2 separate regions of the Mus musculus genome follow, and region 1 is linked to region 2. A link is a contact called in public promoter capture Hi-C data. All regions are on one chromosome and are shown on one strand. The core of a region is the stretch at or near the end of the contact, and the rest is flanking DNA. Distances in the headings are between cores, read along the strand shown. Region 1 holds the start of Chrnb4 (cholinergic receptor, nicotinic, beta polypeptide 4). Region 2 holds the start of Crabp1 (cellular retinoic acid binding protein I).

Region 1 (3,337 bases), core at 299-2,798, 280 kb after region 2:
ATCGTGATACAATGTTGAAAAAAAAAAAAAAACGAGAGCCCCATTGGCTGCTGCACAAGGTCTTGCCTTTGGAGATTTTCCTTGGCAAGAATGCTCCCTTGAGGAAAAGGAGAAAGGTTGAGAATCTGATAGGATTCTTAACCATAGTGGAATTGTGAGTGTCTCTCTGTGTGTCCAGTCTGAGAAAGCATATCCAATCTAGAAATAGAGAGCTATCTGGGGATGCAACGGTTAACAGAATCTCATTGGCAAGTGTGTATCTGAAGGGCAGGGCTTGCCAGGTGAGGGCATGTGCTTAGTGAAGGAGGGGCCTGTGAGATGCAGATATGTGCTCGCTAAAGGGTGGCTGTGAGCATCTTAGAAACTCAGAATGCTGTCTTAGAAGGAACTCACCAAATGCTATCAGTGCTTCTCCAATCACAGGTCAGAATCACCTGGCTATATAAAAGCCAATTCCCCAGCTTCCATTTCCAGAGGTTCAGATCCCCTGAGCCTAGGCTGGGGTTCAGGAGTCTGTAGAGGAAGGTGCAGACAGCCTAGTGGGACCATACTTCAGAAATACTGCCAGTGTTTGTCAGATGACAGGCAAGGCGGATTGTTGTCATGGAACAGATAAGGAGCTTGAGAGAGGGTAACAGAATAGGGGCACCCAGCAGTGATCCAAAGCCATAATGCATACTGTGCCAACACTACTTTGATTGGGAGACCTTGACTGTTCCCCACTCCTAATTCTAGTACCTTCTGGATGTGATCTTTATGGGAGGAAGATGCAGCCTTGGTTCTCTGGGTCCATTGGAGCTCAGAGGACAAGCTGGTGTGCACACAGCTTGAGGTGGTGGGGGTAGAAGCTACGAAGGACCTTGGAATTTAAGGGGGAGGGTAGCTGAGTCTGGAAGAAACCCTCACTGTGTCTGAGTGAACCTGGGGAGGAGAGCTGAGAGAGTCTCTTCAGTGTCAATGCTAAGTTTGTGAGCTGCAGACCCCAGTTCATCAACCTGCCCTCAGCTAAGCAGGGTTAGGGACCAGCTATGGCAGTGCCCACCATATATGTGATATCTGGAAGACCTGCCCCAAAGTGCAAAAATACTTCGCACATATGGAATGCTAGTGTCTTGGTGACCCCTCTCTCTCTCCAAACAGCAGGCTTGCTCCCACACATTTATACCGTAGCAAGTTCATCACTTCACTAGAGTTGAAAGAGCCTCGGAGGACCCTTTGGGGACCTCTTAGCTCTGGGACTGATCTGCACTGCCCAGCTTGAAGACACTCGTCAGTGATGGTGACCTGGCAGCATGGAATAAGGTAGCGGGGACCCCAAACCTCACAGGCCACCCACCCAAGCCAGCCTGCATCCCCATAGGGCTTGCCCCGCCCACTCCCCAGCTGGTCCGGCCACTCCTCCCACACTGCGACCCTTGTCCCTCCCACCTTCTCTAAAAAGAACTCACCAGGCTGAAGCAGAGCGAACAGAGAGACGAGGAGCAGGGGCGTACCCCTCATGGCCGGCCGGGTGGCTGCCGGTCACCCCACAATGGAACCGCGAGTGAGCGTCTGTCCCAGCTGGCAGTCTCTCTGTGCCCGGCGGCACTAGGACCCGATGGAGCCTGTGCTCCCCACCTGGGAAGCTGCTGTGGGTCCCACCCACTTAGAGGACTGAACTGGAGTTTGGGGTAGACCCAGAGCAGGGTGTGTCTGGGGGAACCTGTGGCTATGGATGATGGTCCCGAGACTTTCTCACACTCAGGAGCCGGGTAGTGCGTGGCACTCGGGAGGGTGGACTAGCTCTTGTCTCATTCGTCTTGGGGACTGGGGAAGGGGTGGAGTTACAGGGTAAGGGAGGGTCTGAGAGGGCAGGCTGCGTCCCCCTCACCCATCTTAATCTTAGCCTGGCTTACCCAAGGCAGTTTAAGTGGCTGAAAGAAGCATACATTAGCCTTTCCCACTCCTAGGTGGTCCACGCTAAGTTTCAGGATCTAAAGTTAGAGGACAAGTCAAAACAGCCCTGCACCTGGGACAACTAAGGGGCACCCAGCAGCTTCAGGGGCAAAGTGAACAGAGCTTACTTGGCCTGGAGAAGGGACGACCTCTGGACCTAAAAATAAGGCAGAAGTCCAGTCGCTTTCCCCGATGATTTCTTCTTGCTATAATCTGACATGTTGGCACGGGAGTTTAAAAACAAAAGCAAACCAACAAGCACAGAAGTCGATGAAATGCCTTGAGGATGGTTCCGAGAAGATAGGTCTGAGGACATCCTCTCCTCCTTAAACTGCGGCAATAACAGATTCACAGGGTGAACCCACAGACCTAACAGGACTGAAAATAAGTTCGTCTTCTCCCTGAACCCAAACCGGGAAAGAGATGTAGAAAGCCAAAGCCTGTGACCTGTGGGGCTTTGGAAGCTAAAGGCAAGGGTAGGTCCTTTCACATAAAGTGGAACTAGCAGACCCTTGGTAAGAGCCAGAAATCACCCCAGTCCTCGACAGGATGCTGGGGTGTGGGGTGTGAGAGTTTGCTTGCTGATAGTTGTCTGTAGTCCTGACTGTCTAAGGTATGCTCTGTTATCTCTGATGGGCCACAGGATGGGCGGTAGGTAGAGGCGGGGAGAGAGAGCATATTGAAGATTCTGGAGAAAGCAAAAGGACTAAAGGTGAGGGGAAGGAGACAAAAGAGAGTAATTGGGAGGGTGTGGTCAATGACCAAAACTTATTATATACATATGTATGACAATCTCATAACGAACATTTTTTTTTTTTGAGACAAGGTCTCACTATGTAGCCCTGGCTGTCCTGGAACTTGCTATGTAGGCTAGGCTAACCTCAAACTCACAGAGTTCCCCCTGACTCTGCTTCCTGAGTGCTGTGATTAAAGGCATGCACCACTATACCCAGCTCAAACCCATTTTAAAAAATAATTAATATATACCAATACAAAACATTTAAAAGGCACAAAATGTAAACTTTCTTAAAAAGCCCTCTAGTCAGGAAACATCCGTTATATTGTCGTAGGATTTCTTACACATGTGAGTCAGTAGCTGTTTTTTCAATTTGTTAGTAAAAAAAACCAAAAAACCTTGTAATGATTTTTTTTTAAAGACAAATTTTTTTATATGGGCCGGGTGTGGTGGCACACACCTTTAATCTCAGCACTTGGGAGGCAGAGGCAGGCAGATTTCTGAGTTTGAGGCCAGCCTGGTCTACAAAGTGAGTTCCAGGATAGCCAGGGCTACACAGAGAAACCCTGTTTTGAAAAAACAAAAACAAACAAACAAACAAACAAAAAGTTCCTTATATGGTACTTGTAGTTTTCCTATACATCTCAGATTTAAAAGAGCAAAATG
Region 2 (3,653 bases), core at 443-2,942:
CGTGGGATCAATCGGCCAGCATCGGGGCTTGCTGGCCAAACAGTCTTGCTCAGTTGATGATTCAGTGAGAACCTGTCTCCAAGAGTATGGTGAAGAGTGGGTAGAGACCTCAGACATGTGCACCTGCACATACCACACATAATACATAAAGACATGAAAGTAAATACATGAAATACTTCAAGATGTCCACACCAGAGCTGCTTTCTGTTTTCCAATTCAGTTACCAACTTCTTCTAAGCATACGGCCCCATGTGGGCACAGATGGCACATGTAAGAAGTTGTTGTCCCCACACACCCTTTCCCAGCCCATGATGGCCCCTCTCCACTCTCTTGTCTTCATCTGTCTTAGATGGCTTCTCAGGGCCCCTGGGCAGAAGACCAATTGCAGTCCCTTCTAGAAGTACAGAGGCCCTCTTCTGTTAGCAGCATTCAGCATGAACCAACCCCAGGTCCTCGGGGAATCCTCACCCCACAATCACCTCTAGGCTTCAGAACATCTGCATCTTTTGAGAATCGATTCACTTCTGAGCCCCACCTGGCTGAGCCTGAGGAAATGAGGGTGCATTGATCAACTTTGATCGCTGAGCTCTAAATGGCCTATTTTCACAGGGAAGACTGGACCAGAAGGAATCCTGTCAATTCCGAGGAAAGTAATCTGCTTAGGACCTAAACAGAATTTTACAACACCTGTGTCATGAGGAGTGGGCAAGCTTTTTTTTTTTTCAGCCCATGAAGGAAAAGTGACCTTTGGGGACCTCGAGCAGCATGGTCAACGGCTGATATGGAGCCACCCGTGGCAGGTTCTAAGATCCTGAATTGGGCAGTTTGGCTGAGGTGTAGCAATGGTGAAACAGTGGAAAGAGGCTGCAAGGAAATGTTGAGGTCTGAAAGCTGGTAAGGCACAGGGACCTGTGTGTACACTCCTTAGTGGAGACTCTGGGCTCTGGCGTTGATTTTCAGATCTGTTAGAGCAAAGGCAGGAGCTAGGCTTTCTTGCTAGGCCTTCCCAGTAGGACTGCAGAGCTCAAACCCGCAATTTTACAAAATAAGCTGCCGCATTTCCCTGCATTTTGCTTGTTCCGTCCCTTAGGCAACAACAAAGGGACGGTGTTGGTCTGGGCTCCCTTCTAACTTAAGCAGAAAACCTGCATGAGAGGCTTGGTTTCCAGCACCCGTTTGAACCTGCCTTGGTACCTCCGTGCCTCCATGCCCGGGATAAGCAAGGGTAGGGGCTGGGCCTTTCCCGCCACTCTAATTGGTCCTCCATATGCTAACTGAAAAGCCGAACAGAGCAAATTCGACCGGCTAGTGGCAGCCAGAAAGTATGGGTGGAAAGAAAGTGGCTTCCATGCCTATGGCCTTACTACTAACAGATATTTTCAAACATAGGCAAAAGTAGAGAAAGAATGTCGCGTTCCCCTGAATCCCCACTACCTAGCTAGCCTCATGTATCTCCTCCAGGCCGACCTAGCTTCATTAAACCCTCTCCTACCACCCAGTTTAAAACAGAATGTGGGCGGCGTGGTGGAGGAGGCACCAGGGGAGAGCAAGTTCCAAGTTGCATCACTAGTGGCTGAGAAGATGAGGAATGGTGAGGGGCGCCTTAGGGCGGGGAGTCGGGCTCACCCCTCGTGGGCCACCCCCCGCCCCTCGTGCACGCAGGGCAGGGGCGGGACTTGAGGGCGGGGCCCCAGAAGGGGGGGGGCGCTACCCTAGCGACTCAAGGCGCTTGCGGCTGGGCGCAGAACGCCAGTCTCTCTGCAACGCAGCGTGCGACCGCTCCGCAGCAGAGGTGGGTGCCTGCCCCTGCCTTCGCGCCGCCGCTACAGCCAACACCACTGCCACCATGCCCAACTTCGCCGGTACCTGGAAGATGCGCAGCAGCGAGAATTTCGACGAGCTCCTCAAGGCGTTGGGTAAGCTGGTACAGAGAGTATGTCCGGTCTGTTAGAAGCAGCTGCGAGGCGCCCGGGTCCCAGAGAGGGTGGCCTGGGTAGGTTCAGGCAGGAGGGAGTCAACGGAGTGATGAATCTCTGTTTCCTTTGAGGTTCCCCCACCCCCCAAACCCAGGTCGCAGAGGAGAGCGGGCTCCAGCCCCAGGGAGTTCAACTAACGTTTGCTGGACATTTGGCGCCTTTCTCGACGGTCCCATCTTTATCTCGTGCTAGATCACAGTGAAGAGCAGGGACTTTAAACTGGGGCTTTTAAAAGACCAGATCTTGCCATGAAAGCCCTGGGTAACTCAGGAAAGCCGCTTGCCGACTTTAAGCCTCGGGTTTTCTTCTCTAAAACCCAAGGGAGGAAAGAGACAAGTGGGACTAATTTAAGAGCCCCGTCTAAAGCCAGAGGATTTGGGAAGTGCCAAACAGGTCTGGGGGAGACCAGTGGGTGAGGACCAGAGACCCGAATCTATGCTTCCTTGCGCAGGTGTGAACGCCATGCTGAGGAAGGTGGCCGTGGCGGCTGCGTCTAAGCCGCACGTGGAGATCCGCCAAGACGGGGATCAGTTCTACATCAAGACATCCACTACTGTGCGCACCACGGAGATCAACTTCAAGGTCGGAGAGGGCTTCGAGGAGGAGACAGTGGACGGACGCAAATGCAGGGTGAGGCTCCAGAGACCGCACCTCCTTCCCGGGTACCCCCCCATTAAAACCCTTGACCCGCTGCAGGGTGTGTCACGGGAAGTTTGTGTGACCTGATGGTCCTGGGCTCAGGAGAAAGCCCTACCCGAGGTTCCCCTCATACTATCTATCACCCGGGCGCCAAAAGGCGCGCGCGCGCGCTTTGAACTCTGGGTGGGTGTGTGGTCCTGGTTAGTGCCTCGCTAGCGGCGCCTTCAGCGCTAGCTCTGGCTGCATAGGTAGAGAGGTTCCTGGGACCGCTGCTGCCTCCTGTTCTGCGCAGCTGCCTACTTACCTGTCATAGGTGAAGTGGCTGATTTAGCATCCCGCCCCCTGGGTCCTTGGACTGTAGGGCAAGGATTCGGATCCAGTTGCACAGCCCGGATCCCCCCCCCCTCCGTCCCCGCCGCGCGCGCGCGCGCGCGCATGCACACACACCCCGGACCCCGCACCCATCACCTCTTCCTGCCCTTCCGTGTTCAACCGAGGTCTTTAAGGGAATGGTGAGATTCTTCCAAAAGTAAAAGAAGCAACGCATGTTCTAGTTCAGACAATGTACTAAATGTCCTTTCTAAGTCCTCAAGGACTTAGAACAGACAGAAAGAGGTGGGTAGGGAGAGAGGGGAGGGAAGAGAAGGAGGGAGAGAGAGAGGAGGGAGGTGGGAGGGAGAGGAGAGAGGAGAGAAGGGGAGAGAGAGGGAGGGAGGGAGAGAGAGGAGAGAAAGGGAGAGAGAGAGAGAGAGAGAGAGAGAGAGAGAGAGAGAGAGAGAGATTGATTTATGAGAAATTGGGGCTTGCTATGCAGCCCTGACTAGGGTAGCCTGCAGTTTCCACGTAAACCTGGTGATCTCCGAATACTCCATCATAATCCGCTGGAGTTCTAGGATTACCGGCATCCACCACTATATCTAACAACCAAGAGAAGAGTTTTGTTGTTTGCTTGTTTTGTTTTGTTTTTGTTTTTGTTTAGTTTAGTTTTGTTCTCCTGAGACATGACCCAAAGACTGAGTATCTGTAACACTTGCCGTG

Evidence for each region. Promoter capture Hi-C pulls out the DNA fragments that hold promoters and counts their contacts.
Region 1: a contact with region 2 is called in a promoter capture Hi-C map of embryonic stem cells, with 13 read pairs. The contact joins the promoter of Chrnb4 here to the promoter of Crabp1 in region 2. A contact is called at or near these places in 2 of 39 promoter capture datasets (both in embryonic stem cells) and 1 of 115 datasets of contacts at active chromatin or transcription factors (embryonic stem cells).

Annotation. Positions count from the first base shown.
Region 1 is chr9:55,046,996-55,050,332 of GRCm38.p6, forward strand. It overlaps Chrnb4 (cholinergic receptor, nicotinic, beta polypeptide 4), which reads right to left and starts at 1,549. Exons shown (of 6, transcript NM_148944.4): 1 at 1,449-1,549. The coding sequence starts at 1,500.
Region 2 is chr9:54,763,056-54,766,708 of GRCm38.p6, forward strand. Crabp1 (cellular retinoic acid binding protein I) reads left to right here and starts at 1,693. Exons shown (of 4, transcript NM_013496.3): 1 at 1,693-1,916; 2 at 2,428-2,606. The coding sequence starts at 1,847.